Linked DNA regions of Mus musculus: region 2 is linked to region 1. A link is a contact called in public Hi-C data. All regions are on one chromosome and are shown on one strand. Each heading gives the region's core, a stretch centred on a gene start, on an enhancer-like site or on the middle of the called end of the contact. The rest is flanking DNA. Distances are from core to core; before and after follow the strand shown.

Evidence for each region. Hi-C and Micro-C count contacts between places; a contact is called where the count stands out from the background.
Region 2: a contact with region 1 is called in a Hi-C map of CD8 T cells, with 5 times the contacts expected there. The contact joins the promoter of Ttc17 here to the promoter of Fnbp4 in region 1. A contact is called at or near these places in 1 of 39 promoter capture datasets (pre-B cells), 2 of 484 Hi-C or Micro-C datasets (CD4 T cells and CD8 T cells) and 1 of 9 other capture datasets (adipose tissue).

The regions. Positions count from the first base shown.
Region 1 is chr2:90,743,132-90,748,204 of GRCm38.p6, reverse strand. Fnbp4 (formin binding protein 4) reads right to left here and starts at 2,647. Exons shown (of 17, transcript NM_018828.3): 1 at 2,379-2,647; 2 at 1,417-1,509. The coding sequence starts at 2,607. It also overlaps the pseudogene Rpl30-ps3.
Region 2 is chr2:94,403,923-94,408,995 of GRCm38.p6, reverse strand. It overlaps Ttc17 (tetratricopeptide repeat domain 17), which reads left to right and starts at 2,307. Exons shown (of 25, transcript NM_183106.2): 1 at 2,307-2,489. The coding sequence starts at 2,331. 2810002D19Rik (RIKEN cDNA 2810002D19 gene) reads right to left here and starts at 2,289. Exons shown (of 2, transcript NR_027831.1): 1 at 2,030-2,289.

The sequences.
Region 1 (5,073 bases), core at 1,398-3,897:
GAAAAGAACAATTCCGGAGGTCCTGAGTTCAAATTCAGCAACCACATGGTAGCTCACAACCATCAGTAATGAGATCTGGTGCCCTCTTCTGCAGGACACATGCAGGCAGAACACTGTATGCATAAATAAATAAATCTCAAAAACAAACAAACAGCCTTTCTCGCCCTCCCGCCCCCCCCCCCCCCCCGCCATCTTGGCGGCTGGTGTTGGTTGGGGGTTGTCCCGCACGTAAGGCAGGAAGATGGTGGCTGCAAAGAAGATGAAAAAGTCTCTGGAGTCGATCAACTCTAGGCTCCAACTTGTTATGAAAAGTGGGAAGTATGTGCTGGGCTACAGACAGACTCTGAAGATGATCAAACAAGGCAAAGCCAAGTTGGTTATCCTTGCCAACAACTGTCCAGCTTTGAGGAAATCTGAAATAGAGTACTATGCCATGTTGGCTAAAACTGGGGTCCATCACTACAGTGGCAATAATATTGAACTGGGCATAGCGCGGGGAAAATACTACAGAGTATGCACACTGGCTATCATTGACCCAGGTGATTCTGATATTATTAGAAGCATGCCAGAACAGACTGGTGAGAAGTAAACAAGAAAGTTTTCCTTTAATAAAACTTTGCCAGAGCTCCTTTTGAAAAAACAACAAACAAACAAACAAACAAACAAACAAAACACAAAAGGACCAAAAAGCCGGCAGGGAGATGACTCCCTTTGTAAAATGCTTAAGGACTTGCATTCGGAGCCCTCATAGCCATGTTTTGGCAGAGTATGAAGCACACTCATCTGTAACCAGCGCTGGGGGTGAAGTGGAGTGGTCAAGACAAGTGGACTGGAGGAGAAGAGGTGTCTGTGCAGTCCATCTACCTGAACAGTTAAAAGTTCGGGTTCACACCGGGCGTGGTGGCCCACGCCTTTAATCCCAGCACTTGGGAGGCAGAGGCAAGCGAATTTCTGAGTTCAAGGCCGGCCTGGTCTACAAAGTTCCAGGACAGTCAGGGATATACACAGAAACCCTGTCTCGAACTGCCCCCCCCCCCCAAAAAAAGTTTGGGTTCACTTGAGACACTCTCAAAAAATAGATAAACAAGTTATGTGGCCCAGCCTTAGAAGCACGAATGTGTGTCTGCAGCCATAAATAAACTTTCATGTTACTTAAAAGTTTATACACAGCAAGCCCTCAGGAAAGATTTATTTATTTTTTGTTAATCCATTTTTGTAAGCCAAGAGTGGAACCCAGAGTTTTGCATCTCACCACTGATATGCAACCCCAATCCTAGAAAAGCTTCAACGACTTTTTATGAGAAATAATAAATTAGCAACATTTAACCATCCAACAACCCAGCTGCACACTTTTATCTTTCAACTTAATAAAAGATATTTTAAGGGAAAGGCAAAAACAACAACAAAAATCTCTACCTGTTGCCTTGACGGCTGTCGGTCTGGTGGTCATGACTGGTGTTGGAGGGTTCTGAACAACGTTGGGGACCTCCACCACCACTTCTTGTTCATCTGTATTTGGAATGCACAAAAGGAAGCTGCAGTCAGTCAGTGGGCCAGGGTCCAAAGCTTGACCTTCAGCCTGAATCAACTTATAAAACCAGCGTGTATCACTGATGCAAACTAAGAAGACAAAAAACAAGCTGATCTACCCTTCCATTCATTTAGTGGTAGCGACAGTAAGAACGTGAACACTATGAAAATGGCACCTGCAATACTTAACAATTAACATGCATAAATACTTCTGCACGTTTCCACACGTTATGTACATCCTATTAATCTGATTCTTAATGTTTGATACAGTATAGCTTCTCCGGCATCTACTCCATGCAATTGTTACCCTAAACCCAAACACAATTCCAGAAAAGCCCACACACAGGTTTTGTCACTTTCCCTTAAGTCTGGGGTTACCGATGCTTTGTCTAGCATAAGAAAAAAATATGGGTTTGTTCACTTCTAAAGAGTGGTGTCTCCATTTCAACAAAAACGAAACCAAGCGTGACAAGTAGAGAAGGCCAGGTTCAACCGCCTCAAGGCTCGCACGTGGAAATTGCCCTCCACCTTCTGCGTTATTAAGATCGAAGGGAGTCATCTAGGAGACATTTGGGGTCCCAAGCCTCGGTGGACGGCACAGGTTCCGGGGAGAAACCCCTGCACCGCAAAGGCGCCTCAGATGAGTCCGGGCCCGGCCTTCCGCCTCCCAGAGTCCCCGACCGCCGTCCCGCGGGCCCCAGATCGCTGGCAGCCGAGGTGTACCTCGCCCGCCAGGGTTTCTCTTCTTCACCGGGTCCGAAGAGACACCCGGGAACCTAGGCCGCAAGCCCCGTGCTCGAGTTTCAGACGTCCCAAATAAAAGCAGGGCTCCTCTCGCGCGCCCTTACCTTCTGAAGGCGAGTCCTCTGGGGCAGCGGAGGCAGGCACCGCGGGCGACGTCGCGGCCGCCGCCGTCGCTGCTGCCGGCGCTGACTGGCTTGTCGCCGCCGCAGTCGAATCTGCCTCGGGATCCGGATCGGGGTCGGGATCCCGGCCCGGGGTGCTGCTCCGAGGACCCGGTGGAGAGAGCTGCAGGATAGGCCTGCGGCCGGGTACCGCCCGGGACTTCTTCCCCATCATGAGCCGGAGCGCGAGCAGCGAACGACGGCAGATTAGTGGGGCGGGCGCACAGCGCCCCGGTGCGTAATCAATATTCATGAACCGTGGCACCGCCTCCCGAGGAGATCCGCTTTTAACCGGCGCGGTGCACTTGCGCATGCGGCCTGCGCCCCGGTGCTTTTACGCACGTTCCGCTCCATCCATGGTGGGTGGGCTTTGTTCAGGGAAAAGGCGATTGGCTGTTTTGACTTGAGACGGACTCGGTAGCCAATAGCAAAGGGAAAAGACAGGACTTCGCGCCAATAGTGCGGAAGGGCCCGCGGTGTGTGCGACTTCCTTAGACTGGGGTTGCACCATGCGCTGTTAGCCAAGTCTTTTCTTTAGGGCTTTGTCCGCCATCTTGTAGCTATTTTCAGCTGCTTATTGCTGTTTGTCTTTGAGGAAGATAAAGATACATTGCACCCTTCTGCAAGTTCTCTTGGTTATTGTAGCTTCTTTGGGGTATAGTATTAAACAATGATGATGCTGGGTGTTTATACATCGGTAGGCTTTTTCTGTTTTGTTTTGGTTTTGTTTTTGATTTTCGAGACAGGGTTTCTCTGTGTAGCCCTGGTTGTCCTGGAACTCACTTTGTAGACCAGGCTGGCCTGGAACTCAGAAATCCGCCTGCCTCTGCTTCCCAAGTGATGGGTTTACGGTAGGCTCTCTCCCCACTTTCTTGCTCCAGCCCCGCTCGCCCCAACCCAAAGGTTTATTTATTTATTAAATGTAAGTAAACTGTAGCTGTGATACACAAGAGGGTATCAGATCTCATTACAGATGGTTGTGAGCCACCATGTAGTTGCTCGGATTTGAACTCAGGACCTTTGGAAGAGCAGTCAGTGCTCTTAACCGCTGAGCCATTTCTCCAGCCCCAGTAGGCTCTTTAAAACGAAATACGACGTGATTAGTAGGGAAAATGACTGGACCTTGGAAACAGTCAAACTGTTCATATGGGATACCGAAGCCTTACCTCATCCTACTTCTGTAAACACTACTTTTTTGCCCTACCTCCAACTCCTCCACCTTGAGGCTGAGCTCTTTACATTTTGAGTCTTCCTTGTTCCCCATTCCTAGAGTCAGGTGACATCCTGAGTCATTAATGTTCTCCCCAGAGATAGTTACCACGCAAGATAATGCTGATTTTCTCCAGGACCCACTCCTTCCACCCATCCCTGATTGCTTCTAGACTAATGACAGCAGGCCAGAAGATGAGAAATAATGCCTAAAGATGGTGCACTGTACTCCTGGAGAGCTACTGAAGTGTTCTAATAACACTGGAAGTAGTTGTCATGGTTCATGTCTATAATTTCAGTGGAGACAGAGGTAGGAAGATTTCAAGTGAGTCTAGCCAGGTATGCATATTACCAGAGCTTACAAAGTGAGATCTTGTCTCAAAGATAACAATAATAACAATAAATTAATAAAATAATAATAATACAAGGAGAAATCTGGGGAAGATGTATGAGAATGGATGTTAAAGAGGGAGTATAAGAGGCAGGAGGATTTCTGAGTTCGAGGCCAACCTGGTCTATAGAGTGAGTTCTAGGACAGTCAGGGCTACACAGAGAAACCCTGTCTCGAAAAACCAAAAAAACAAAAAACAAAAAAGAAACCCTGTCTCAAAAAACAAACAACAAGCCAGGCAGTGGTGGCACATGCCTTTATTCCCAGCACTTGGGAGGCAGAGGCAGGCGGATTTCTGAGTTCCAGGACAGCCTGGTCTACAAAGTGAATTCCAGGACAGCCAGGGCTATACAGAGAAACCCTGTCTCGAGGAGAAAAAAAAAAAAAAGAGCAAGAATAATAGGCCAGGCAAGTGGATCTCCGAGTTCCACTAGAGTTAGGGCTACATAGTGAGACCCAGTCTCAAAACAAAAATATCTGGGGTTAGAGAGATTGCTCTGAGGACCTTCAGTTCCCAGTACCCACATGGTGATTCACAACTGTAACTCCTGTGCCAGGAGATCTGTAGCCCTGTTCGGGCCTCTGGCACCAACTATGCTTATGGTGTACATACATATGTGCATTTGAAAGATGTACACACAAAATAAAAATAAGTAAAACCTATGTACACTGGGAGAGTTGAGAAACCATACCGTCATCAGAATTTTGCAAAATACACTAGATTTTCAAAACCCCGGCATCACTGAAGAGCTCCTTCTTTGTAGGCCAGACATCACAGGAGAGATACAGCAGCTTACTTGGAAAGCTAAAAAAGAAAAAAATGGATCCTGGGATGGCAGGGGCTAAATGGGCATGGATACAGATTTTGTAGTAGCACAGAATACACTCAGTAGACTGAGTCCGGGAGGCTTATGGCATTCACCATAGATCTACATGAATCATGGTATTCCCGCAGGTGTAATAGGAAGCCTACAAAATTTTTGATCTGTATAAGTAGATGTTTTCAGGTCAATAAAAGTAACTTGAGTCATGTGAACA
Region 2 (5,073 bases), core at 1,058-3,557, 3.7 Mb before region 1:
CAATTATTAAATAATGGGCTAGAGATACATAGCTCATTAGTAATATGGTTGACTACCATATGCAAGGCCCTAGGCTCAGTCCTTAGCATTGTAAAGAAAAAAACAGATAGTATACAATAATAGATGGCTACACCTAAAAAGATGCTGAGAAAAAGGGATTCCATCACTTGTTTCTACTTTAAAACTCAGGTTACAGTCCTTACTGTCTATATTTAAACTCAATACGACACATAAGAGTCCCTTACAACTTGACACCAGCATCACCTTTACCAACCACACTTTCCTTTGTGCCAAGCCTTTTTCACCTGGTTGTAGCTCTCTCTACACATTATTATTACATTCTCATCTGTATTTTAATTAACTTGTCAACATCATAGCTTACTTCTTAATGGTCATATTTCTGTGCCCATGTAAGAGTCCAAGGAACTTAGCTTACTGGGGATCCCCTGAGCAAACCATGTGGAGCCAGGATCAATGCAAAAAGCAAGAGGAATTTATTGTTCCAGTGCACTGGGGTCGTCCCAGACCCGAAGGAGAGGCGGAGCAGCACCCGTTCAGTGAGTTTTTATAAGGTTTCCAGGAGGCAGAATAGAGCATCAGCAACTAGGCACAATATGATTGGCGAAACAGTGCACCCTTTAAACTGGTTGGTCTTTAGGGAATGAGGTAACAAGGACTTCCCTTGTCTGAAGGTGGGCAACAGTCCATCCTGTCGGTTCCACCCTGTGGTCTGAGAAATGTTAATTAACCTCTCCCTTCTGGAGGGGCAAGTGTTTCATAACCTTCCCAAAGGTCCTGAGCTGACCTTTACACCCAGTCTCTACAGGCAAATATATACATATGTGTGTGTATGTGTGTGTACACATACGTACGTGGGTGTATATGTTTGTGTATGAGAACTGTATGCCACATGTATAAAGGAGGATCCCCTAGAGCTGGAGTTCTACAGGTGGTTGTGGCCTAACACTGCTTCCAGGGAAGAGCAGGAAGTGCTCTTCAGCCCTGAGCCATCTTTGTAGCCCCAAGCCATCTCTCCAGCCCCAAGATATACCTTTTTAATAAAACGAATGTTCATTACACGGGTACTTTTAAGAAAAGCTGCCTAGTGAGCTGGGCCTGATGGTTCATGCCTGTATCCAGCATCAGGTGGTTGACACAGGTGGACTTAAAGGCCTGCCTGGGCTAAATAAATTCCAGGCAATTCAGGCTGCAAATGGGACTTCATTTCAAAAACAAAACAAACAAAATCAACAAAACCAAACTGCTCTCAGAAGAATTACAATGCCATAGCACAGTCTCTGTTCCCATAACATGAGGCAGACATTTGTTTCCTGCAACACATCTATGTAGGTGGCAGGGCACAATTTTTTTTTTTCTCAACAGAAAAAAAAAAAAGCATAACAGCTTTGTTACAAGATGATACGCCCACCATACTAGTAGGCCGACCTGAAATACCTATAATAACATACATTGGCAGAGCCTGGAACCTAAGCTGGTTAACAGCTACTGTACCTGTTGGTAGTGCGCCTCTTAAGTTTCAATATGCAAATCAATCACCTGAGACTTCTTTAAAACATACTCATAATGGCTGAGTCTACCCTCGGGGAAGGGAAGCCGCAGTGCTTACATATTTAATACAGTCCCCTCCCCGGAGATGCCACTATCTGGGTTCTACACCTAGGTCTTTAACTTAGACTAGAGCTGCCCACCAAAGTCCACAAGACACGTGGTGCTGCTGCTGTAAGACCCAAAAATCTGGCCACACTGGATGTAAGTGGTCTGTAAGGACACATCGCTTTCTAAATTTCGGAAGAAAAAGTATGCCGATCACATATACATAACTTGTAATGAGCTGATATTTTGTATTTGATAACGAGCTATTTTTTTAATTCGATGTGTGACATGCATTACACAGTACGACTGCGCCGCTTAACACTCCATTACGAGACTTATTAAAAAAAAAAAAAAAAGCCTCTCTCAGATAGTTGAAAAGTATAACTTTTATTGCCCTACCAGAAACAATACTTACTTTTTAAAAAGACCTTCACCGTCTTCTCACTTCTGCTCAAGCTCCACCTAGTTTTATTATCTCCCCTCCGATTCCCACGCTTGGGGATCTTATAGCCTCCAGAAAAACGATAACTAGAAAGCCGTTTCCAGCCCTGAGGTGTGGCAGGACCGGCTTCCCCGACCGAGAGTAAAGGGACCGGTATCGTCTCCGAGGCACTCCGCGGGCTCCTCCTCCAGTTCCAGAGGCGACCTCCCCAAGATGGCGGACCGCAAGGAGTCGCTTCCGCTTCCGGTGTGAGCAGCCCGGCCGGGGGGGCAAGATGGCGGCGGCAATAGGGGTCCGCGGCCGGTTCGAGCTGCTACCTCGCTCCGGCCCGGGTTGGCTTCTCAGCCTTTCCGCTTTGCTGAGCGTGGTGGCTCGAGGGGCCTTGGCCACTACGCACTGGGTCGTCACGGAGGACGGGAAGATCCAACAGCAGGTAGCGGCCAGGGTGCCCCCTCTCTGCCCGCGCCCGATCAGGGGGAATCCCGGAGCCGGGCCCCTGGGTGGCTCCGCGCGGCCCCGCCCCCAGCTTGGCTTCCCACGGTCCCGGCCCACGGGCCGAGGCTTCCTGCGCTCCGACCTGGCGCCGCCCCCTCCCCTCTGGTCCCCTCGCCCCGGCTCCGCCGTGGGGAACTTCTCAGCCTTCCACCTTGGGGCCGCGCGCCGTCCCGGAACCGACCCCGGGGAGCTGAGACTTGAGCTCCCGGGTTAGGAGTCACGGATTCATCATTAGTTCTGCCTTTGGAGCCGCTGGACCAGGACCCGCGCGCCACCACCTCTCCCCGAGGAAGTAGAAAGCAGGTGGCAGTGCCGGGGAGTGTGCGCGTCCCAGGCCGGTGACAGCCAGGGTGGCATTAGTGAATGGATGGATCTTTTAATGCGCCTCCTCCAGCCTTGTCTCCCACTGATGGGATTTGTTTCGCGATGTGGTGGTTTGAGGCTGTGCCGTTAGCCAGGTCATTAGGGGCTCTTTAAAGACAACCCATTCTTGCTCCTTCTGAAGGAATGCCAGAAGATGCATGCCTCTGGTGGCGGTGCCCGCATCATTCAGTTCTTAAGTGCCCTCATTTCCCGGTGTATTTTACATTGCTTCCTAGTTCCTTTGACCCAGCCCGGCACTCAGCATTTGCAGTTTACTAGATTACCTATGCTTGAACTGATTTCTCAGAGGAGTGACCGCTTTTCTTATATAACTTTCTGATGCCTGCATCTGCATTTGCTTTCATACTGCTGATGCTTTAAGGACTGCGTGTGTGTGTGTGTGTGTGTGTGCGTGTGTGTGTGTGTGTGTGTGTGTGTGTGTGTGTGCGCGCGTGCTCGCGCGCGTGCTTCACCACAGAATCTTGTAAACTTAATGACTTCCAGCGCTTGACAACAATCAGGAAATGTCCAGGAGCCATTTAAAAAGTGAAGTGTGTACCCCTTGCAATTTAAGCATACTGACTCATGTTTTAACCAAAGGCGAGAGAGAGAAACTGATCCTTTTGATTAACTGTAGAAACACATCGCATGGTTTATATTTAAGATGAGACATTTCACAATGCAGCAAACCTAAACAAAATTTTTAAAATGCCCACACTTTGTGTTTCCAGTGTACTCTTTCCTCGAGTGTATTTATATCAAACTCCCGATTTAAAGGATTTCTTTTTCATGGATATTAAGTTCAAGATCCAAGTTAATTTTCATTAGCCTCCAACTGAGAGTTTAAAAATGTCAGAACCCCTAGAAAAATACAGTAAGGCTGCCTTTCCAACGTAAGATTGGAAATCCTGCACCATCCCTGTTTTCATCTTTTGATTGCTGTTGGTGGTTTGCTGAGGTCCGCGTGAAGGGAGGCATTGAATTCAGTCACTTATGCTGCAATTTGGGGAGCCCTTCTCCCATTGGCTCCTTCGCTATATTGTTTCTGGCCACAGCTATTTATACTCGATGACATTGACTTCTCCTTCCCATTTTGGTGGCCTGCCACTCAGCCGGAAAAGAAATCCATCTGAAAAGTGAAGGTTAATTAACGGAAATGGATCATTTATATGTTGAATATTACAGTGGGAAGGTAAGATCGGATTTGTTTTTGTTCTTTAAAAAAAAAAAATGCCTTCTTTTACATATTGGATCTACATCTTAGAGGGGAATATATGGGTATTAGTACCTTGCCAGATCTTCTGAATCTCTGCCAAGTTCTCTCTTCAGTAAGTAATTAGACTTAAAGATAAGAAAGCACACCCTTTTTTATAACAGCCCTTCCCATTGACTTTTTCCAGTTCTTCATTGCACGTTAACAGTTGCAGCACTGGGTTCTGGCAGCCATGAACTTTTACTCTATAACAAATAAAGTTGATGCCAATGTGTAACAACTGGCGGGGGAAGGGTGTTAGAAGTAAAGTGGTGGTGTTAATCTAAGAGGAGACAGGTACAAATGAATAAAATAGGAATTGGATAAGGTGGGCAGCATTTGAGTTGGACTCCAGTAACTGCATAACTCCTGTGTCCTTTCCTGGCAATAAATGGAATTTGGGCAAAATCTAATAAACATTGTTTAGATTGCAGTCAGTGGTCACATTAGGGTACTCATTAGTACGTCAGTTTGTGGATACCGTAGTTCTGTTTGTAAATTTGGAACCATAGTTAGGATTGGACTAATATCGAATTAGTATCTTAATTTCTGCTGCTTGGTTCTTGGTTCTGTTACTTGATTAAGAAAAGAAGTATGGTTCCATTTTTAAAATACCCTAACAGCAAGGAGGATCTGTGGACAAACTTCAGTAGAACATTAGACTGATAAATGTCTTTCTAATCATTTGAATTCTAAAACTTTTAAAAATTATATGTGTCATGATTTTCCACAGCATACTGCATCATTTTCCACAGCAAATATGGAAATACTTATATGAATTAAAAGTGAGAATTAGAGACAACTGTGGTGACACACAACTTTAATCCCAGCACTGAGGGGACAGAAACAGGTGACTCTCTGAGCTTGAAGCCAGCCAACATGGCTTACTTACATAGCAACTTCCAGT